5 separate regions of the Mus musculus genome follow, and all the other regions are linked to region 4. A link is a contact called in public HiCAR-type, HiChIP or PLAC-seq and promoter capture Hi-C data. All regions are on one chromosome and are shown on one strand. The core of a region is the stretch at or near the end of the contact, and the rest is flanking DNA. Distances in the headings are between cores, read along the strand shown.

What was found. Promoter capture Hi-C pulls out the DNA fragments that hold promoters and counts their contacts. HiCAR-type assays count read pairs that join an accessible place to other places. HiChIP or PLAC-seq counts read pairs in DNA pulled down with a chosen protein or histone mark.
Region 1: an H3K27ac HiChIP or PLAC-seq map of large pre-B cells shows a contact between it and region 4, with 6 times the contacts expected there. The contact joins the enhancer-like site here to the promoter of Chordc1 in region 4. A contact is called at or near these places in 7 of 39 promoter capture datasets (3T3-L1-derived adipocytes, cranial neural crest, frontonasal cranial neural crest and 4 more) and 2 of 115 datasets of contacts at active chromatin or transcription factors (embryonic stem cells and large pre-B cells).
Region 2: a contact with region 4 is called in a promoter capture Hi-C map of stem cell-derived epiblast-like cells, with 3 times the contacts expected there. The contact joins the enhancer-like site here to the promoter of Chordc1 in region 4. A contact is called at or near these places in 8 of 39 promoter capture datasets (the 3T3-L1 cell line, cranial neural crest, frontonasal cranial neural crest and 5 more), 1 of 484 Hi-C or Micro-C datasets (nephron progenitors), 1 of 115 datasets of contacts at active chromatin or transcription factors (astrocytes) and 1 of 9 other capture datasets (embryonic stem cells).
Region 3: a contact with region 4 is called in a promoter capture Hi-C map of hippocampal neurons, with 4 times the contacts expected there. The contact joins the enhancer-like site here to the promoter of Chordc1 in region 4. A contact is called at or near these places in 9 of 39 promoter capture datasets (the 3T3-L1 cell line, cranial neural crest, embryonic stem cells and 4 more).
Region 5: a HiCAR-type map of astrocytes shows a contact between it and region 4, with 5 times the contacts expected there. The contact joins the promoter of Fat3 here to the promoter of Chordc1 in region 4. A contact is called at or near these places in 10 of 39 promoter capture datasets (cranial neural crest, embryonic stem cells, frontonasal cranial neural crest and 5 more), 3 of 484 Hi-C or Micro-C datasets (cardiomyocytes, embryonic stem cells and nephron progenitors), 7 of 115 datasets of contacts at active chromatin or transcription factors (astrocytes, differentiating embryonic stem cells, embryonic forebrain and 2 more) and 1 of 9 other capture datasets (embryonic stem cells).

Annotation. Positions count from the first base shown.
Region 1 is chr9:16,308,775-16,313,388 of GRCm38.p6, reverse strand. The region is part of intron 2 of Fat3 (FAT atypical cadherin 3); the gene reads left to right. Among named protein-coding and RNA genes, the nearest start is that of Fat3, 190 kb to the left of the region's middle. Within about 2 kb of position 2,853, at least 12 of the 459 cell types and tissues checked have an H3K27ac peak or open chromatin away from gene starts, as enhancers often do.
Region 2 is chr9:16,482,759-16,487,166 of GRCm38.p6, reverse strand. All of the region lies in intron 1 of Fat3 (FAT atypical cadherin 3), which reads left to right. Among named protein-coding and RNA genes, the nearest start is that of Fat3, 17 kb to the left of the region's middle. Within about 2 kb of position 1,771, at least 44 of the 459 cell types and tissues checked have an H3K27ac peak or open chromatin away from gene starts, as enhancers often do. A contact at or near this core is called in astrocytes and stem cell-derived epiblast-like cells, where this site is marked.
Region 3 is chr9:16,436,316-16,440,518 of GRCm38.p6, reverse strand. All of the region lies in intron 1 of Fat3 (FAT atypical cadherin 3), which reads left to right. Among named protein-coding and RNA genes, the nearest start is that of Fat3, 64 kb to the left of the region's middle. Within about 2 kb of position 2,473, at least 29 of the 459 cell types and tissues checked have an H3K27ac peak or open chromatin away from gene starts, as enhancers often do. A contact at or near this core is called in hippocampal neurons, where this site is marked.
Region 4 is chr9:18,289,624-18,294,309 of GRCm38.p6, reverse strand. It overlaps Chordc1 (cysteine and histidine-rich domain (CHORD)-containing, zinc-binding protein 1), which reads right to left and starts at 2,043. Exons shown (of 11, transcript NM_025844.2): 1 at 1,850-2,043. The coding sequence starts at 1,913. Gm51667 (a long non-coding RNA gene) reads left to right here and starts at 1,045. Exons shown (of 4, transcript XR_003948105.1): 1 at 1,045-1,235; 2 at 1,606-2,125. It also overlaps the pseudogene Gm7692.
Region 5 is chr9:16,500,489-16,505,168 of GRCm38.p6, reverse strand. It overlaps Fat3 (FAT atypical cadherin 3), which reads left to right and starts at 3,115. Exons shown (of 26, transcript NM_001080814.2): 1 at 3,115-3,296.

The DNA of each region.
Region 1 (4,614 bases), core at 1,604-4,103, 2.0 Mb after region 4:
GAGAGGAAGTAAATAAAAGCAGAAGTAAAAATATAAATAAATAAATAAATAAATAAATAAATAAATAAATAAGGCTTTTGCTGCTGAAGCCTGTGTGTTCTTTCTTGGTGGTGGCACCATCCACCTTCCTTGCAGTTATTAGCAATGTACTTGTTGCTTGTTGTTATGAGGGCCGTGCTAGCTTTAGAAATAATATGAAAAAAATATTCATTTTGCTAATTTACATAGCTTATAAACTAGGTGCAAATTGTAAGTACTTATTTAACAGAGGATATTTTTAATATTTTATGAAATGTCTTATGAAATATTTGGACAGACGTGTTTCTAAGTACTGTGTTTATGTAGGAAACACTGTCTATTCTAAGAGCTTTAGGACATTGGTATGTAAGGAATTGTCTATCCACACGTAGTTGCTTCTGCCTCTGATTGCAGTTGAGCAAAAAGGATCATGATTCATTCAGCGAGCCTGGGCTAAAGAGCAAGATATTGCCTCAAAAAGAAAAATGAAAATAGGAAGTAATTTATCAGCACCTTACAAGTTGCCATTTAAAGTGTGAGCTGAGTTCCTCACAGATGCTTAGCAAGGCTTCCTGTGAGACAATCTCAACCCACTCAGAAGGTTTTTGCTAAATAAAACATGATTTGTGGCTTCCTGCTAGGACTCTGACGCTGTGATACTATGAATATATAGAACTGTATATGGTCTAAGGCTGTCTGCCTTACCCTCTCCACACCTGCAGACCAAATCTCAGGCAGCTGCACTCACCTGGCTCAGTATTCAGAGCACCTTTATAGAAGAACGGGTTGTGACCACAGCCTTCTGCACTGCCAGCTCAGAGTGCTTTGTGGCCCAGCTCTTCAGATCCAGGTCCAAGAGTTGTGTCTTAAGTGGCTGGCTGGCTTATGGGCAAAGGGGAAGACTGTTCCTCAAGTCCTAAAGCAAGTGGTGCCTAGACAATCCTGTAGGTTGGAAGTCTGCATCCATTCTGGGGCCTATGTGCACTGCTCTGGGGCCCATCTGCACTGCTCTGGGGCCCATCTGCACTGCTCTGGGGACTATTTGAACTGCTTTGCCCTTTGAGTTTGGATTTGCTGACAGGTACACTTTAATACCCTGCCCCTACTCTCTCTGGTTTTGCCCCCTATGCACAAGCCAGAGTCCTGAGGCATGATGCAGATCAAACCCCAGAGGAAGTACATTTCTGTGCTTCCGATCTGACCATGACACTTGACTCCAGGCTCTGTCAGTAGCACTGTCTTCAGATTTGCTTAATATGCTTGCTGGCATACCCAAAGTCAACTGATTTCAAGGAAGGGGCGGTGCCATGGGCTTGTTGACTCAGTACATCGAGATGGTTTTCATTCTGTGGCTAGTGAATTTAAGAGGCAGGATCTTATTTATTTAAGTAACATTTTGAGAAGACAGCAAGTAAGTGCATCTTTACTTTGAAAGTTGCAGAACTGATTACAGGGAGAAATTAAATAGGAAGGGGAAATGGAACAAAAAGTTAAGTATGAGGTAGAAATAACTATTTCCAACCATGAATCTCCAAACATGCACTGGCCTGCTTCTGCACTGGCCCTGGTTCTGTATGTGTTGTTGCATAGCTGTGTGTCTTCAGGCTGGTCCCTCAAGGCCTCTGTGACAGCAACTACCGTTTTGTAAAACGAGGCAGTTGTTGACAATCTCATAGACACTGAAATACAATTTATAGGCATTGAGAGATATGGTATTACTCCTTAGCACTTGTCATGTATTAAGCTCATGAGTGTATTGCATGTTAAACAGAGAGTAATCTAATTTCACAGTTAAATAAAGTGCTAATTTAAATTACTTTTGAAATTAAAATGTTAATGGAATAAATTTCCTGGGTCTAATAAATGAACTCTCTGCATCCTTCCCCTCCCCCACCCGTGCTCTCAGTCCTGCAAAGGGGAGGGGGAGGGGTATGCTGTCTGCCTCTGCATTTTCCACTGCACCTTACATCCTGGAGCTTCTTTTATTTCAGGCTGGATTACTTTTATCTGAGGCTGTTGGGGCAGGAGGAATTAGATCCATTTTCCTGACAAGAATTTTACATGGAACACATATTTGAAAGATTAATGTAAGCAGTTGCTGCCGAAACAATTTAATCTTGCTTTCCATAGTAATGAAAAATGAATAATCAGAAGAATAAATTGTGTCTAGGAGATAATAAATACCCCTTAAAGGATCTTAGCAGTGAATATGAATTATAGCTGCCCCCTCCAGCTTAGAAGGCCATGGCCAGTTGGTTCTCAACCATATGTCTGCTGTAGCCTTAGTTGCAGAGGCTGATTCATCTTACCTCTGTCTATCAGAGCCAAGCTCTCTGCTGTCTTCCCACTAATTTGAAACTGCAAATAGCAGTTTGTGCCAATTAGAGCAGTGTATATAGAATGCCGTGAAACTCATGTTTCCCTCCTGTCTCTTGACCAGCAGCAGACCTAACATGTCTAATGTAAGCATTCAAGATATAAACTTAACAACCTAGAATCATTAGAGTCAATGGCTCCAGGCAGGGAGCATTGACACATGTTTTATCCTCTGCTGCCTGCCCTTGGGTAATTCCAGAAAGATCCACTGAAGCTCTTCCATAGCAGAAGTTGCCTCTGATCTACAGGATTGTTCAGAAGCAAGGATAGCTCCAGATTAGTGAATTTCTCTAAGAGGATGCTTTGCGAGGTTTAGAAACCCCTCAACAACGAGTAATGATTGTTTGCCTCCTACACTAAGGGCTAAAAGGAACTGAGATTCCCCAGTACATCTGTGCGGCATGGCCCAGAGCACCAGCCTTCCTGCTGCTCTGGGACCCAGGAGACCAACATCATCATATCACCAAACAATACAGCACCACACACATCAGCTGATAAAAGCCATATGACTCACCCCTGCTGTGTGCAGTATGAAAAGCAGTTCTGGAGCCTAACCAATGAGCGCTTGTGGTGCAAACATTAAGACTGAGTTGCTTTCCATGTAAAAAGCTGGGTGTTGTGGCAAACACTTGAAATCATAGTGCTGCAGAGGCAGAGACAAGAGGATCCCTCAGACTCATTGGCTTCCAAACTAACCCAACCGGTAGGAACCAGGTTCCAGTGAGAGACCCTGTCTCATAAAACAAGGTAGATAACAACTGAGAACTAACACTGTTGCTTATACTCTCTCTCTCTCTCTCTCTCTCTCTCTCTCTCTCTCTCTCTCTCTCATACACACACACACACACCCCTATACCCCTGTGGACACACACTTATAAATAACAAGTCCTATACAGTTCTTTGATTTTATTTGAGATTTTGAGAATCAACTATTGTTGTCAAACAAGTAATGGGTTTAATTGTGACATTTCCGTGCATATTGCTATGATGGATTCTTAGTCCATCTTCCTTATTTCCTTCCATGTCCTCCTTGCTGGTCCCCTTCCTCTGCCATATTGATATCTTGCTCTCCTGACATACACGTACCCATAACCTCTCTTTGTTTCCCACTGCCCTTCCTTTAGACTTATGTGCCCATTGTTCCTGATGTATCTATAACTACAACTATGTGGAAGATCTAGACAAGAAACATTTTTACGTTACCTACCTCTGTACAACTTTATCTTGTCAAAGCTAGAAGTAGGAATTTGGAGGTGTGAAAATCCATTAAACAAGTCTTTTGCAAGAGGAGAGGCTTTTCTTCGTTTTCCTAAAATGGAGCTTCCCTAACTTGGCACAGCTGTCGTGAAACAGAATTGGGAAGCCAGGAGCCCAAAGACCCCAGTGTACACAGTGCTGTGTTATCAATTCCTTGTGGAACTACCAATCGATTTCCTGGCATGTGTGTTTTCTTCTAACATTTCCAGCCAGCTTGGTTTTAAAATCTGTTTTCATAGAAATACTCAGGTTCTTCCGTATTCTTTGGAAGTATTGCCAGGATGTGATTTTAGGCTCTTGACTTGGCCATAAGAAAGAGGTTGAGAATCAAAGATGAATGGCCATACCGTCTCTTAAACAGGACAATCACTCAGTTAATTTTTCCATCACCAAGACCAGTGGAAGAAGAATCATGTTCTAAACATGGCATTGTGAGATGTTTCCTGAAAGTTTTTGCAAGAGATCAATCCCTTCTCCATGGGAATATGGCGATCTTCCAGTGAACTTTTTAGGATCATAGGTCCAGATCACGGTGACGATGTTACAGGAAGAAGAATGAGGCAGAGGAATAGAAATGAGGAAGGACAGATCACAATAACACCCTTCAAACCATCCATTCTTCTATTACTTATAAAGTGGTCATATGTGTATTTATCAATGTTGACAATAAAACTGGGTATGATGTCTTAGGTGTTTAATCCCAACATTTGCCAAGGCTGAGTCAAGGATCTCACAAGGAGTTTGGAGATAGCCTAGGCAATACTGTGAATCCTCAGAACAGAATACAGGAAACACGAAGGGGTAGAGGAGACTCCTGAGAGATGAAGAGTTCAAAGGGGAGAAGACGGAGATGATATCAAATTTAGTGACCAAGAACATACACAACCCTGTCTCCTGCCTTATAGCTGGGCAAGGCACCTTATGTATAAATCACAATATCTTGTTTTCAGGAGACTGGAGAGA
Region 2 (4,408 bases), core at 522-3,021, 1.8 Mb after region 4:
TTAGATTTTTCTTAACCAGCCTCTCTCTGTTTCTTTCTTTTGTGAGGTAGTTAGTATGCCTATGAACTGAGAGTCTTCTCTCGATTATGTAGGTCAGAAAACCCTTATGGCTAGGTCCTACCGAGGAAGGTGGAGAACTTAGACTGATATTGCTGAGTTTTGAAGCTACCTTTGATGATGAAGATATGTAGCTTTCTTTTTTTTTCCATTTTTTATTAGGTATTTAGCTCATTTACATTTCCAATGCTATCACAAAAATCCCCCATACCCACCCACCCCCACTCCCCTACCCACCCACTCCCCCTTTTTGGCCCTGGCGTTCCCCTGTACTGGGGCATATAAAGTTTGCAAGTCCAATGGGCCTCTCTTTCCAGTGATGGCCAACTAGGCCATCTTTTGATACATATGCAGCTAGAGTCAAGAGCTCCGAGATATGTAGCTTTCTTAAACACCTCGGGAAAGAGGGATCTTAATTTCTATGACCTACTTGGGGAAAGAAAGAGACAGAGGGAATTTAGAGACTTTCCCTACCAAGACCCTTTCAATGCCTTCAAGTCCAAGTTCATTTCCAGGCTTTCTCTTTGGGTGTTCTGCTCTGAGCTCCAATCATTTTCTACAATTTGAGTGTACAGTCAGGGCATCTGTCAGCACACTCCATTCCCTGGGGAGAACACAGATGTTCTCTTCTGAATATGGTTTTGCCCTTCCAGGTAACTGACTACACAACAGGAAGCAGATGTTAGAGAGGCCCTAATGCACATGGTGTCCACTCTACCTAAGGAAATTTTATCACCTGACTTTAGAGCCATGTCGAAAAATGAGTCATGGGTTCCCAGCACCTTTCTTTAGGTTCCTTGTGACTGACTATTTGTATAGGAAGATGAAAATCTGCTGTGCTTTGTTTTTGTTTATAGAGCCTCAGATGAATATAAATTAAAAAAAAATAGAAGATAAAAATGAAAAAAAAATTGTATTAGCTTGATTAGGAGTCTTTTTGCATAAAAGAGTCTTTGAAAACAATTACCCTCTGGCTTTAGACCTGCTTTTTCTGACTTTCCTCTTATCTGGTCCAAGGTCATTACTAAAGGGCTTCCTGTTTCATGGGAGAGGACTTACTAAAATATTAATCTCATTGCCTGAAGTAGATTCATCATGTCTGGTGAATAATTCGAGGTCCTATCAAAATCACTCAAGTAAGAGTTGGTACGTATACCTTTCGAAGGGTGGCACAGGAATTTGAGGACTTTTACTTGACATAGTGACAGAAAAGAATAAACACTCATATATTCTCTACCAAAAACAACCTTATCTGGGTAGGTTGCTTGTCCAAGACATTATGAAGCAGAATAAGTGTTTTTCCTTTGAATTGCACATTGAATTTGATGCCTACAACCTGGAGAGAAGTGAACTTGTGCCATATTAAGCTTGGAAACATGTTTGTTTGTTTGTTTGTTTGCTTGTTTATTAAGAACACACAGAGCTTGAGCATTTTGTTGAATGCCTTTGCCATTTGTCACTGCCTGAACAATGCTGCTGTTTCTTGTCCCTTTCATCATGTTAGCTGTGTGAACTGACAAACAGTGACATTCTTCAACAGTAGGGGTAAAAGTCTCCACTCTCCCTTGTTAGTATTTACGGATAATAATACTTGCAAGCACAGTCCTTAGAATAAAGCAGACAAAACAAAAACAAACCCTGAAAGTGATGGAAAGCTTCGGCATGATTATACAAAACAGCCTCAGGCTGCCTCACATACGCTGGAAGTGAGCTTGGCTCTGCTTATTGACATATTGGCTTGTCTGTTTGTGAGCAGACATGCATTATCCTTGGCAACTTACCTGGAAACATCCTTAAAAGTTTGCGTTGCCCTTCCTTTCAGTTGCTCATGTTCACAGAATGACTAAGTCTGGGCCAATGGTACTGCAGTCCATTTTACACACAGCTCCCCAGACCCACTGCTGGAATAATTTTGTTTTTACTTTGGAAGGCTGTTTTGCTTAAAGTCACAACAAAATGCAGCAGGGTTAGAGGCAGACAGCATTGCTTTGTGGCATCTCATTGCTATGCAAATGAGATTCAAGGAGGTCATCCCTTTAGCAGTTGCTCTGGCCCTGGTGTCTACTTGATATTCCTTGGCCAAACTTCCTAGGCATTCATTACTGAGCAATCCTGGGCATTTAACTCTTTGCTGGCTTTAGGCTAGTTAGGCTAGCAGTGAGAGTGTATTTCACAGTGCTTTGATGCCCACCCCACCCCCACCCCAGGAACCTCGTCTCAATGCACTTGTGTCGAAATGGAGAGTCCACACTTGTATGATGCAATTGTTTGTGCTTGGCAAAGATAGGATTGCTGAAGTTCACTTGTGAAGTTTCTTTTACTGTTTCAAGTACTTTAATCATTGTTGTATAATGTAACTCTCGATCGGTATTTTATTCATTCACATCTGCAAAGTGTTCTCACAGATTTTTTTTGTAGAACAATATATGCCTATGCTGGTAAAAGTACCTGAATTACTTAAATTACATTCTCTGAAATTTAAATTTGATTTCACTTGAACTGGCAGGAGCGTTATTTGTAGAAAGACACTGACAGCCGATGTTAGGTCAGTAATAACTGATGACTTGCAGTGAGTTCAGGTTGTTTTTTTTTTGTTTGTTTGTTTTGTTTTTTTGCATTTTTTTATTACGTATTTTCCTCAATTAAATTTCCAATGCTATCCCCAAAGTCCCCCACATCCTCCCCGTCACTCCCCTCCCCCCCACATTCCCATTTTTTGGCCCTGGCGTTCCCCTGTACTGGGGCATATAAAGTTTGCCTGACCAATGGGCCTCTCTTTCCATTGATGGCCGATTAGGCTATCTTTTGATATATATGCAGCTAGAGTCAAGAGCTCTGGGGTACTGCTTAGTTCATATTGTTGTTCCACCTATAGGGTTGCAGATCCCTTTAGCTCCTTGGGTACTTTCTCTAGCTCCTCCATTGGGGGCCCTGTGATCCATCCAATAGTTGACTGTGAGCATCCACTTCTGTGTTTGCTAGGCCCCGGCCTAGTCTAAGGTACAAGATGCAAAACACATGAAACTGAAGAAGAACGAAGACCAAAGTGTGGACACTTTGCTCCTTCTTAGAATTGGAAACAATGACCCATGGAAGGAGTTACAGAGACAAAGTTTGGAGCTGAGACAAAAGGATGGACCATCTAGAGACTGCCATATCCAGGGATCCATCCCATAATTAGCCTCCAAACGATGACACCATGGCATACACTAGCAAGCCTTTGTTTCAAGGACCGTGAGTTCAGGTTGTTGATGGGGCTGATCTGCTTGCTTAGTTATAGTATTAGCTGATCAGTGTTTGCATTCACTCAAATAATAGGTAGCTTTGGCGTAGTTGCTCATTTCTCTTCATGATGCTAAGAATTGAACCTAGGCCCTTGTGCATGAGAGGGGAGCATTTGACCACTGAGCTGCATTGCCAGTTCCAATGGGCTGTTGCTTTAGGTGGTCTATCTGCTTTCTTTTGTGATCCAGGTTGAAAGCACTTTCCCAAGCTTGAAAAGCTGCCCTGTTTGAGGTGGTAACAGTTAGCATTATTGCAATACTAAATTTCATTTGCACATCTGCAGACACAAAGATGTCTAGATTTTAGCTTGCATACACATTGTACCCAGAGTAAAACATGACTTGTATTGGCTATGAAACTTTTGGAACCATAATGAAGAACACTGAGTGCACAATGTCTCCCCCACATTAAGAAAAGAGAAATGTGATCATACACAATCCTAGCGCCAGGATTTAACAGACTCTTCACGGGTTAGAAAGGCAGCAGTGGATTAAGTATTGAAATATATTTTTAAAACTTCTTTAGGATGCTATGCATGCCTTTTATAAATCTTATTGAAAGTGTCTTATCTAAGTGTCTGCTGAAGTGAAGGACTACACAGACAGCTGATAAAGACAGGTTATCTTGAATTCTGCTGAGAGGGGCATTACTCCACAGTTTTAATGAAGGGCATTAGAAAATGACTAGCGATTAAAGAAGTGGAACCATATTTAAATAGCAATATAATTGTAATCTTTGAAGTAAAAGTTTAAAAGCACCATTTAGTCTGGCTCCCCAACTGTACCCAGCTTTTTACTAACTCATACATATCACTCATATAAGACTATCTTACATAGTCGGCTTGCTGGGAGCTAGAGGGCCAAGGAGATAAAGCAATTGTTCTCAAGGTACCAAGTCTTGGGGAATAAGATAAAGCCTAGAGATAATGATCAAGAACTAGGACTGCAGGACACTTCACACCAGACCTGGGGAAGGTGGGTGCAACCCTGTCTCAGTAGGGAAGAAGTACTTGGAAAGTAAAGTTTGTTAGGCGTTGATATACCTATATATTGATATATCTACAATG
Region 3 (4,203 bases), core at 1,224-3,723, 1.9 Mb after region 4:
TGCTCACCCAGCCTTTTGTGTAACCAGGACATGGTAACTTAGCGGAATGGATTGCATTATTCAAATGTGGAATGAGATTGTGTGTGTGTGTGTGTGTGTGTGTGTGTGTGTGTGTGTGTGTGTGTGTAGCTGTTACCTTGAATGAACATACTTGAATTAGCAATAGGCTTTGATAACTGGTTTATTTGGAAAAGCACCACAGCTCCCTTGTTTTAATAATACATACCATGCCTAAGACATGGTTAAGGGCACTTTGCTGTAATGGCAGAATGGGGGAATTCTAGCTGTTGCCAGACATCTCTCAGTGTGCACTAAGAGCTCATTTGCCTTTTGCTATTAGGGCTGTGGCAGTTGCCAGAGAGAGTCTCTCCCGGCGCTTGATGTTATATCCCAGGAATGTAGCCTGAAATATTCAATAAATCAAACTGTGGCACCTGCTTGGATGGTCCCTCCTCCTTCAGCTAATGACAACATGTGAAGAATTCTTATTGCAGCTCAGATCTTACACTCGGAGAAGTTGCCCTTTGAGCCTATTCTGTAAATAGTGATTAACTGCAAACCTTCAATTTCAGTATTCTATCACCCATATCAGTGCCTGGGTGCCAGAGAAAAATGCCTTCCCTTGTATAGCAGAACTTTAAACAGTGGGCTCTTAGCAAGGAGACAAAAATAGGTTTCCTATTGTTCAAATGAGTGTTTTAAGTGCTTTGCAGGTGTATCTTGGAGAATGGAGGTATTTATATTTAATGAGGAGAACTGAAGAATAAAAAACAATCATAGCCTTGGAGAATTGAAGATCAAAGCTTTCTTCATTAAGAAACAAATGAAGGCCTTAGTCCTAGGAGCTGGTGAATTCATTAATTTTTAATAGAGGGGTAGGCTATAATGGTAATTTAATTCTTTGGGGAGAAGGTCATTTAGGTGGTGTTTAAGCATCCAGGTGTGGTTTGGAGTAAAGACCTGCTGTGATATCTAAGGTGGGAAGTGTGCATCACAGGTGAGGAACTTGTTTCAAGCTCCGAAGTCTTTCAGAGCTGTTGATTTTACACAGGGTGACACGTTATGTTTCTGTTGTCTTTTGTTCTCCTTGTGGAGCTGAGTTTCCCACCTTGCTGTTTCAACCAGAGGCGCTATTGCCAGTAAGAGTCATATATAGAAATAAGAAGGCGCTAGAAGTCCTCTGGCTGTTCTTCTGTTCCATGATCTTCCTGGCTGGGGAAATGTCCCCTGACCTTTGCACAGTGTAATGCACTTCTTTGAGGACCTCTTGTGGGTGCTTTCTTTCTTTTATTTGCCCATCAGAAGGTGAGGGATTTATTGAAGAAGAAATTTCTTTTCTCCAGATGTTGGCTCCATGAGATAGTGGGGCTGCTCAGAATTGTTACAGGTCATGAAGGGCAGCTCTTCCAAAGTTCATCTGTGCTATGAACTAACTGTGCCAGGATGTCATCAAATTAAGGACAGTGGCATTAACCAAAGCAGACAGGGGAAGGGATATGTTCTATGCACAGGACAAGTGCAGAGCAAGTGGGTGATAACACAGACTTGTAGATTGAGGACTATATGCACATAAAGGAGTGAGTACACATGGAGTGAGCATGAACTGAGTGTCATGTGTTCTAATCTCTACACAGGAGGCAAACACACACAGATCCATGGGGTTCTGTAGTCAACCAGCTTTGCCTACTCTGGAAACTTTATGCAAGTAAGCTACACACATACACACTCACCAGAAAGTGAATTTTTAAACCAGTAAGATATAAAAATTTAAGAACAGACTAGTGCAATTCACAGAACTAACCTAGAATAGAGTTTTGGCCATTAGCAATGAAGGCAGAAAATAAGGAATTATTGATGAAAAAGTGTGGCATCTTAGTTGGGCAGAATAGTCTGATCTAAAGGTCTGCTGTGTGACTAGCTTATCCTCAAATACTCAACAAGGAAAGATCGGCTGCTTTGATGCCTTGGTTTAGGGATAAGGAAAATGACTCAGAGTGATGAGGAGACATCCCCATAGCCATCAACCAATAAGAGCAAGCTTGCTTCCTGCACTTCCTTTCCTCTAGCTCTGAATGGTGGTGCACACTCTATCCACTACTGTGTCCTCGCTCATCAACCCATTGCTGCAGTACTTTTATGCATCTACAGGCATTTTATTCTGGATTGCAGCCCTTCGGTGTAACCCAGCTTTAGAGATACATGAAGGACAGACACTGTGTAAACTGCAGGAACTGAGAACTTCTAAGGACCCTGACATGTGCCTGTGAGGATTCAAAACATTTTGCAAGGGTGTGAGCATCCAAATCAAGGTTTACTGAGACACATGTAGCTGTTTGGTGACAGATTGCTAAGCCTGATTTGGAAAAACAAAACAGCTTCCCATGGCAAGGGCTTCATTTGCATTCCCTGTGAATGTGCTGAGAACTCCCCTTTAGAACCTGGGGTTTGAACAATAAACCACTGTATGCTTCGGTCCCTGTTTGGGAGCTCCCCGTTGGCTTGAGGTCAGAGGGCCAGGTTGGATCTTAATGCAGAATTATGCCAGGCTGTGAAAACAATTGCTTACATCATCGCCTTTCTGATCGAACCAAGAATGTCTGCTCTCAGAGTCACTCCCATTGTGATGCAATGCACGTCTTGGCTAGCAGTTTAAAAGCTTCCAGTTTTTGAAGGGTTAGGTAGGATGATGCCAGTGATTGTATGAGTTCTGCTGATCTGTTTTTCTTGCTTCTAATCCCTGTCTAACATCCTCTGTTTTCTACATAGGAAGCAGAGCCTATGCCTTTCTCCTGGGTAGCTTCTTCAATGGATGTCTGAATTCAACATGTCCAAATGGACCTCTAATTCCTCCCTCCTTACATTTTTTGCATTTCAATAAATATCTGCTTCATCATCTTTCCAAGACACCTCCACTGTGTGTGTGTGTGTGTGCTCGCGCACATACTTGCACGTGTGTGTGTGTGTCTGTGTGCTCTTTTGTTTTCAACTCTTGAACAAATCCTGTGATCCTATCTTTGGGATATTCCCAAGTATAAATACTTTCCATTGTTACTGCCTTAATCTAATTCCTCACCATCTCTTTCTAAAAGTCATAACAATGGATCGGCAAAGATCCACTAGTGCAGTGCTTCTTAACCTTCCTAATACGCCTACACTTTAATACAGTCCCTCATGCTGTGGGGACCCCCAAACTTAAAATTATTTTTGTTGCTATTTATTAATTTATTTTTTTATTAAAATAAATTAAATTATTTTATTTTATTTAATTTTGTTACTATTTAATTTTGTTACTATTATTAATCATAATGTAGATTTCTGATATGCAGGGTAACTGATATGTGACCTCTGTGTAAGGGTCATTCAATCCACAAAGGGGTCCTGATCCAGAAGTTCAGAACTACTATCATAGAGGTTAAGAGTACTGACTGTTTTTCCAGTGGACCTAGGTATGCTTTCCTGTACCCACATGGTGACTCCTGTCTAGCTCCAGTTCAGTGGATATACAATATCCTCCACTAGCCTCTACAGGCAATAGTTATGCACATGGTGTGCAGAATATAGCATGCAGACAAAGTACCCATGCACCCTTATAATTTAAAAATGAAATCACTGCATTGGCCATTAGATAGCTGCTGGTCTCCTTGATTCTTCCCGTGAAGGCTCGTATCGTTTGTCACCTTGATAGTATCTGGAATCACACATTTTGGGGCATATCTGTGAGGGATTTCACAGATTGGGATAATTGAAGTGGTTGAAGGAAGGCCCATCCTAAATATGGGTGTCATCAGTCAGAGGGCTGGGGTCTCAAATGGCATAAAAAGAGACAGCGAACTGAGCACCAGCATTTCCCCTCTGCTTCTTGACTGTACTTGCAGTGTGAGCATCTGCCTCTTGTTCCTGCTGCAGTATCTTCACCACCACAGTGAATGGTAACCTCAAATACAGAGTCCAAATAAGCCTTCATTCCTTAAGTAACTCCTGTCAGGCATTTTGTCACAGCAGTGAGCAGAGTAATACACCACTTTTTTGTTGTGTTCCATTTATAACAAATGAGCTCAGAAATATCATCAAACGTCAAACATTGGTTATAGATCTCCATTTCTCTTCTGCTATAAACACCAGCGGCTTCCTAGTTAATCCAAAGAGACCTTTGCAAAATCATTCATAATATATGCTCTCTTTTTCCTTGACTTTAGTCTGACC
Region 4 (4,686 bases), core at 794-3,293:
AGTGCTATTATTTTATATTTCCTGTCTCTCTCCTCATTACAGAATAAAAGTTTTAATTTATTTTGTTCTTATACAAAATACATTTATTACCACCAGCATGTGGAGTGTTTTGTTTAAAACAACCAGATAACAGACACACTTATTTCCTGACAACAGTGGCATGAGGGTAGAGAAAGGAGGTTTCATTCTTCTGTAAATGTCTTAACTCACTCAACCTTCCAAATTTAATTCCCTACTATTCAATTCCTAGTGTTGCCGTGAGATCTGTCTACCCTCTGCTACTAAGTTAATATTACAGTCTTAGTAACTGCTATGTATACAAAATAGTAGTTAATGCAATGGAACAAAAAGAGGCTATTAATTACGTACAATGAGTTAGAATATAGAAGTTCAGAATGGAAACCTGTATGCACAAAGATATGCAGTAGAGAGGGAACCATTTAAAATTGAATTTAAAGTACAATAAGCATGGAACATATACCATATCACTAAGAGCAGGAGGACTGGATATAGACTGGCAGCTTCTTACAAGTGAAACATCTATCACTGTACTCCTTGAAAACCAGAAATATTGGTATATTCTGCACTAATCTTTTAATTTGTAATTTTAATGTGTAAAGTCAAATGATTCCCATTCTAAAAAGCTTTCTCCTAAATCCAGTGTTATCAACTGCCACTCATTCAACCAATTTACTTGGCATTCATCCCTACTTTCTAAAACACTTCCCCATTTGGTCGGCTGACTGGTGTTCCCTTGATGTATGTGCCCCAAATTGATGACTGTCTATTTTTTCGTGGCTTTCCTAGCCTATGGTTCCATTTCACACACACAAAGACAGATAAACTTCCAACAACAAGCTGGTATCTCTCCTGAACTTTGGTCAGGAATTTAGTACCCTAAAAATATTGCCTCAGGCTACAATGCATCAATGTATTCAGTACTGAAGTAGAATATGTACATATCATGACAGTTAAACGTGTGTTCATACACTGGCTTCGCTGCATCTTTCCCTTTAAATCCTGTCCCAGTCTCATTTTGAAAGAAGCTACCAGTTTACTTGTGTACCAAGATCATTATCTAAGGAACTGGTCTTAACCTCTTTTACAAAGCTGAACTGTGTTATTAACACGTGGTGTTCCAGTCTGTGATGAAATACTTCAGTGTGGTTCAGTTATATAATGAGTATATATGAATGGATATAAAGACCATACTATACATACTAGATGAATCGGAGGTAAGTGTTGTTTATTCCTGCAATAGCCCAGTTATCTGCATAAATACTCCACTCAATAATGAGATTCATTCACACCTCTGGTTTCACCCAGCATAGGTGCTTGCTTTCATTGTGCATTCCAAATTTGACCACACTGGCTTTTGGAACAGCACTTGGGGATCATTTTATGCTGGAATAGCGTAGTTTAAAACTGCAGGCCCCAGTAAAAGTATGCCGAAAACGTTATTGTGGAACGGATGTGTAACAGTCATTTCCGGAGCCCAGCACGGTTTTTTAAAAAGCAAGTAATTTGACAAGTGACAACACGCTTTCCACTAGTACTCAAACGCAACAAGAAGTCTAATAGTGTGCACCTCTTTATACCTCTTAGGCCCAGGAATCACGGCGGTGACAGTGTAAACCGGGTCTGGATAGCCTAGAATTGAGCAAGTGCAGGGGATGCCCACTGAGGAATGAGGGGCGCCGGGGACACCGAAGCGCCCGGCCCTGCGCTCCCAGAGAGGGTGAGAGAGCTGGGAGGCTCCGGGGGACCGCAAGAGGTGAAGCCAGGTGAAGGAGGCCAAGGGTCCGGAGAGGGAGGCCTGGAGAAAGCTGCCGGCCACGGTCCTCCTTACCGTCCGAGTTGGCCTCTGGGTCGAAACGCTGGCCACAGCCGCGGTTGTAACACAAGAGCGCCATTCCGTCTTCTCGGCGAAATCCACACCACCCGGGACTAGAAGTGAATCACCGCAGCAATCACCAGCACTACTGTTCAGGCCGCAGCTAGCTTCCGGAAGCCGCCGGTACTGCTTCAGGAATTTTCCCGAACGTTCCGGTTGCACAGGCGCAGAAGAGACCGGAAGACGGGCCAGCGTCGGGCGGTGGACAGATTTCCTACCGGACTGCCACAGGTGAGCACAGTCGGGTGGATCCGGACAGTTATAGATGAGACACCAGGGGAGGAAGCGGAAGACTCGGCGAGCGGCGATCTCTTTGTGTTCCACCCCGCATTCTCCCGGCGTGCTTTGTGTTGCGCGGCACGCCGAGTTCACTGCGCAGCCGCGGTCGCTTGCCAGAGGGTAATTGAGGGGTGAGGTCCGCCCCTTTTCCCGGTCCCTCGGTCCAGGTTTATGCAGCGTCAGAACCTATGCTCTTATGCTCCTCTAGAACTGCGTCAGTTACCAAAAATTGAGGTTAAGTCGTCTTACAAAGACAGGACTTTAGAATGAGCAAAATTATGTTTTGAGTGCAGTCCTAGAGTCAATCACAATTCTAAATTGAAATTTCACGTTAGTCATCACGTAACCTACATTCAATCTTTCAGTAGGTCTTGTGACATTTTTAGTGTGCAAAACACATTATTACATTAATAGGCAACTTGCAAACAGTATGGTCCTCAGCACATGCTTTCTATATGATGCTTTTGAAATAGCAGACTGTTTTGATGACGGAAAGTAGTTGTAATTTACCAATAATCCCAAGTTTATTAATGAAGATCTATTCACAACCTTCCTAATCCCAATAATAAAAGTATTCTCATTTTCTGTATCTCTTTTTATGCCTAGAAATATCAAACTTATGTGTTACAACAAAAAATATAATGTATTTATTTAAGCTAATAGAATTTTCATTTTATGCCATTGTTAAGTCATTTATAGTCATTGTTATGAATGTGAAAAAATATAACGTAAAAGCAAAATTCTAGGCCTTTAGGCCCAGGCTTGAGAATGTGACCTCTATGACTCAATGCTCCAAGGGATGCTAATCATAAAACAGCAATATTCCTCCACCCACCAGCTTCCTGGGTTCAAGGAGTGTTCATTCAAAGAAAGTCACCCTGACCCACCCTGACCATTGCTGGAACCCGCTATGCAAATGTGCTATTGTTAGGGGCTCTTAGAAACTGTCTTGAGAAATAATCCCCACAATTACCAGGTATTCCTTGTGACTCTTGTGACTGCACTTCTTTGTGACTCTTAACTGGTATTTTTGGTATTTTCCAACAATGCCCTCCCCACCTCCTTGAGTTGTGGTTTCTTCCTTTAAATACCCCTTTACCCAGCTACTCAGGGCGCCATGGTCTTCTACCCCTGCATGGTGTATGACTGTGAGCACTCTTGAATTAAAAGTCCTCTTGCAGTTTGCAGCGAGACAGTTTCTGGTGAGTGATTTGGGGTGTCGCCTCTCCTGAGTCAGAACATGGGGGAGTCCTCATGTTGTGGGTCTTTCAAAAGATGGAATATGTTGAATTATGTCATTTTCCACTCTCTCCTATATAATCTCACCAATTTAATTGTGCCCAAGTCAGTAGTCAATTTACTGCAGATTGCTCCCCTCTCCACTTTGAAAGTAGCTAATACTGTGTGAAGGGCATAAGCCTTTTAAATACTTCTAAATTTTAAAAAGACTATATATTGCCAATTGATTTCTAAAAGGTGGTATCAGTTTTCACTTTAGCTATGGATAGCTACTATAATCGACCATAGAAATTAATCATAAATAATAAGAAATGGATGAAGCACTCTAAAAACTTTTTATGGCCAGTTCCAACATTGCATATCAGTGTCACAACATCATTAATGGGATTATTAGATGAGTTGTTTAGGTAAGCTTACCATTTAGCATCCATAGTTTTTTACTGATAAAAATTTACATTCAGTAAATAATTTCTTATAGTGTGTAAATTGAAAATACAAGAATATGATATCAAAATGAGCAATTCTACCACTGAGAAATAACTGTAGAATTGCTAAAATAACTGATAAATTAATTTTCATTATTCAAACAAAGTATTTATACTTATAGATGTTAAAACAAAACAAAACATCAAAGGGGAACCAGGATGGCTCAGTGAGTAAACATGCTTACTGCCAAGCCTCAAGACCAGAACTAGATCCCTAAGACCCAAGTGGTAGGACAGAATTGACTCCTAGTTTTCCTCTGACCTCCAAACATGTTCTGCGATGTGCACATGGGTCACGAACATATGCCACAAATGTATGTGATTAAAAACTTACTTTAAAGACATGGTGCTTCCGGAGCCCAATGGAGAACCCGTGGCAGCTCAAGTCGGCTGGGCCGTACGACTTTTCTAGCTCAGACTGGCCTCCAGGGAAGTAGCTGAGGATGATCTTGAGTTTCTGATCATTCAGCCTCCCAGGTGCTGAGAGGGTTAACCTATCAAAGAGATTTCTAGACAAAATAAAACGGGAAAATTGATAGATTCAAGGACAATGGATCTGTGTTCAGTTGGAGTCCAGCTTTGTACCACACATGACTGCCATAAAGCCTTTTATACTCAAGACATTGAAAAAGTTGTCATCAAAAATGACATGTTTTCACTTCAGCTTAGAACTGGAATGATACATTCTGGGAATAATACAATTTGTCTCCATCATGTAAAAATGTATATTGACAGATTTGAAGAGTTGCAGAAATTACTTGTGACTCATTTAACTTACACAAGAAGCTA
Region 5 (4,680 bases), core at 1,866-4,365, 1.8 Mb after region 4:
GTTTGCTATTGAACTGGATTGCTGGTATCCTGACAACAAAGGCTGGAATTGCACCAAGAAACTACTTCTAAACAGGTTCACAAAAGCCTTTCATATTAACCTTTTCCGCCTCCCTCTGATCAGTGGGTTAGAAAAGAAGATGATGTGTTCAAGAACCCTAAATAAAGTAGGTTTTGAAGAAGAAAAAAAAATACCTAAGCCTACTTAATTTTAAAGCCTTTTCATTGGAATATTTTTGGAGTGTAAGTGTGATCCCAGGAGCACATGGAGGTCAGAGAGCCAGGAACAACTGAAAGGCAAGTTTGTACAGCCAAGCTGATGACTGCTTCTTGCAGCAAGACCAACCCAGAAGCCATGTGGAACATTATCTGCCTCCCCCGTCTGTGGCAGAGTCATGCATATCGCTAAACACTCCCAAGTCTTGTTCACTGAAGATTTCTCAGTGTCTAAACTCCTACATATCTAGGTTTCCACGTATATGGACACCTCAATAGACCCTTGGTGAGGAGTGAGCTACAAGAGTGGATCAGGGCTCAGTACTATTAGTATAGCTTGCAAGAATCCAGTTGAGCAAGTTGTTCAGTAGTCTAAAGGAAGAGATAAGGCCCAGAGGAGGTGGAGTGGGACCTCAGAAGTATGATAAAGCAGGTGACATGAGTATATATTTCTGGCTTTTCAGTTAGTGCTCTCTTCTATGTTGTTAGCAAGTCTTATAGAGACTTTTCATGCTTTCTTCCCTTGTCTAATTTTTGACTATTTAATATATTTATCCACTACACTGGGATTTGTACAGGGTACCGTGGGTGAAAATTTAAGAATTATAAATCTTTTTGGTTCATTCATTAAGTTCATAGCTTTGTCAACAATGTGACCACAATATCACAGGTTCGTAGTAGATTATGTTATAAAGAAATAGATGTTTTTCTGATATCAACAAGTATTATACCAAAGGGTGTCCCACTGAATAAACCATTCGGCAATATTGCAGAGTCATTTTCCCCTAGGTTGCCATGGCCCGTTTCTGCCCTGGGAGTAGAGACTGTTTACTTTACTACCTACACTCTGCCTGAAGGCAGGAGGTAGAGAGTTAGACAGATTTCTGCACTTAGGCGTGAAGTGCCTCTGAGGCCTAAGAAAGTCTTTGGAGGGGTTGGACTCCCACCACATCCTTGCATCTTCAGTTACCTGGCCAGCTTCCCAGGAAGGAGGTGGAAGATGGCCTGTCCTGCTGCCAACACCAACTCCCTGTGCATCCCAGGAGCCATCCAGCCAGCAGCTGACTCTCCCAGTCTTCCCACAGAAGCACTAGAATGTAAAATGCTTGAATCACTAAAATCTTTGATGCAATACTAACAACCTTGGGTCAGTCACAAGGAATACACCATACCAGGAGCATATTTATATGGCAATAAATTTTTAATGCCCTAAGAAAGTGTTTGAATAAAAATAAAATCAGAATAGAATTATGCAAAGGACATAATTGGAGAGCAGGTAACTTTTCTTCTGGCCTTTCTGACTGTGAAGCCCTGGACAGCATCATGCTTCTGTCCTGGAATTAGTTGATGTATGGCTAGCTGTCAGTATTCCTTAGTATTTCCATTAAATGCTCAAGGCAAGCAAGCGGAGCATGCAGAGTGCTTTATGGGGCAGTCAAGGCAGTGCAGAGGCTGCAGAAGGCTTTCAAGGGGGAACCGCCCACCTACTGAAAGTGGAGGGCTTTTCAGATCCTTAAGGCCCCAGGCTTGGGAGAGGAAGACCAAAAAGGCAAATTCTAGTAACTCTTCAAAGGGTGTGACTGAGCACAGAGACTTTAAGGAGAGACAGACTCTGCTCCTGGAAGGGAAATTCAGGAATCAAGAAAAGGAGCAAATTTATCTCTACAGCATGTCTGCGGAAGCATCTCTCTTGGAGTTACTGCTCGGTCCCAGAGTTCCAGAGAAGCTGCCTGGGAGTGGGCACCCTAGGAACCCCCTGGGGTGAAAGCCTGCTTTAGACAGACGTGATTTGCTGTGCAGCAGTGGGGGTTGGGTGGAGGCTGGCGCTGGCCCAGGTTTACCGGGGCTGGCCGTTAGTTAGGAATGTTTCAGAGCTCACAGGCAAGGAACATAGGCTGAAGTGTAGCTCTACTGAAGCAGTGTGGGTGGGGTGGGGTGGGGTGGGGTGCCATGAATCCTCAGACTTGTGAGGATGATCCAGAAGTAAAAGGACCTAGAGGGCACACCGGTTGGTATTGCTAATCACCTGGCTCCCCTGAGACTGTTCACTCATTCCTGTTCTGAATGTCTTCACATCCCACCGTGTTTCAGACTGGGTGGGGGTGATGAGTCATGTTACTTTTTAGTCTGATTCTCTCCCACACAAAGGTGATCCCAGTGATCTGAAAATGCGTGGGAAAGAAATGCGAGTCCCGGGTGGGCAGCAGGAGGTACAGCGTTTGATAGCCGTGCCCACTGTGCTTCAAAGTAGCCTGAGGAGCTTGGGTAAAACCATGTTGGTCTCATTGTGCCTCGGTTTCCTCATCTGGTCCAGAGAAGTCTAGTGTATTCTAGGCAGCAGGCTGAAGAGCAGAGCAGAGCAGAGCAGAGCAGAGCAGAGCAGAGCAGAGCAGAGCAGAGCAGAGCAGAGCAGAGACGATTGAGTGTGGTGTGTGCGCGCTCTCTGAAAACGTCAGTCTGACTTTGGTGCGTTCTTCCAGCCACGCTAGAAGTGGAGGATGCCTAGGCTCTAAAATTAGTCCAGCTTCCAGGCGAGGCGCCCTTAGCGTCCTCCTGCTGACCGCCGGGTCTCCCTGCCCCCCTTTCCCTCCCCTTCTCTTCGTGTGGCGCTCGGAGATCTCTGGTCATCCCCCACCCCCATCCCCCGGAGGACGCGGCTCTGCGGGAGGGAGGAGAATACAGCGAAGCTAGGGGTTTGGCAGTGCGGCGGCGGCCGCCGCGAAGAAGAACCCGGTACCTCTCCACCGCCAGCAGTAGCGGTGCAAGCTGACTAGAGCAGACGCGAGAACCGCTCCCCCCGGCAGGCTGCGCTGTGATCTGGGCTGCGCGTTGGGACCTCGCTCCCGGGTTCCCCACCCCTCCCGCCGCCATCCTCCTCCGACTCCCCTCCTCCGCCGCCAACCCGCAGCAGTGGCGGCGTCCTGAGCGCCTAGCGCCTCCGCTCGCCGCCCTAGCCTCAGCCGGGAGCACGCGGCGAGCACTGCGGCGGAGGCGGCGGGGTGGCCAGCTCGCCCCTAGACTTGAAAGGAAGACCACGGAGGACTCGTCGGGTGCAGGGGCGCATCGCTGACCAAGGCAAGGGTGCGTGAGGATTTTTAGCATGCTTATTTGGGTGCATGGTGCACTGGCTGGGGTGCACCTTTCTCAGAACAGCCTCAGCAACCTGGTTACAGAGAGGCTGTGATGGGTGCTCCGGAAAGCTAAAGCTCTCAGAGAGAGTGGGGGGAAACTTTTCACCTTGTAAAGTTCCTGCCTGGGCGCTGCCTGGAGCTGTGGTCATTACCGCTACCAGCTGGAACCCAGGGAGACAGCCCTGCGGCAGGAGCCAGGAAATGGCACCGGAGTTGGTTAAGTTTAGGGCTAGCAATAAGAGGAGGGCGATCTTTCGGGTCTGTACATGCAGCTCTGGGTCCTCACTGAGCTTTGGCCGTTGGCTGCAGGTGGATGATATCAGGCGGCGATTCCGCTGGGTAGCTGGCGCTTGCAGCACTCAGTAGGAAGAGGGGCAGATGCCGATGGATGCACTTGCAGGACCCAGAGGCGCAAGTTGGGTGCATGCTAGAGGAGGCTATGAGCGGAGCAAAGAGCCCAGCCTCCACTTCCACGGTGCAGGAAGGGTAGCCTAGAATGTTCGCCTGCCCCTGCATACTATGTCTGAGTCTTGGGTTGTGAAAGGTTCTAAATGACAGCCGACTTTGAACTGGTGCGACAGTTTAGCCGAGAAGCCAGGAAAGGATTTCTGTTGTTTTGACGGGAGATGGACCCGACTGCTTTGGGAGAACGCATGATTTTTGGCGGGCGTCAGAACTGACCGTGCTATTTGAAAAGAGAATAGCGGTAGTCTGATCATCCCAGGGATGCCGAACAGCCCTTGCGGCTCCTCGTGGGCACGTTGAGGGCGCACTGTTCGCCGCCCCGAGTTCTTTCCGGAAGGTGTGGAAAAGAAACCATTGGCTCACCGGAGTGCAGTTGGGGATCTTAGGGAGCTGGCTGGGGGTGACAGAGGTGGACTGGACAGATTTCGCGTGGCGCTTGGTGAGCGAGAGGACTTGACCAGCTGGGGTCGCTGAGCTAAAATGCATCGGGCCGGGCTGGAGAAAGGTGGCGAGCCCGGGTCTTTTTGGCAGTATAATGCGGTCACTGTTTCTCCCCCAGCAGACTCTTGTCTCGTGTGTTTTCGGAAGTGTTTAAACATTGTCCAAGATTAGACTTTGCGGAAAGCAACTTTTGTTGCTGTCCTCTGCCCGGCTCTTGGGAGCTGTGGTGCGCTCGGAGAGAGGGTGAGATGCAGAGGGCCGGGTGTTGCCGGACGCTCTAAAGGCACAGCTCTTGGCTCTTGCTACCAGAGGAAAGGGGGCGCTCCTAGATGTGCATGCTGGTGATAGCACCCACCTTGAGGTACAATAACGAGCAAGCTCGGCAATGAGAGTACCCATAAATGAACGTGAAGGTAGACTACACAGGC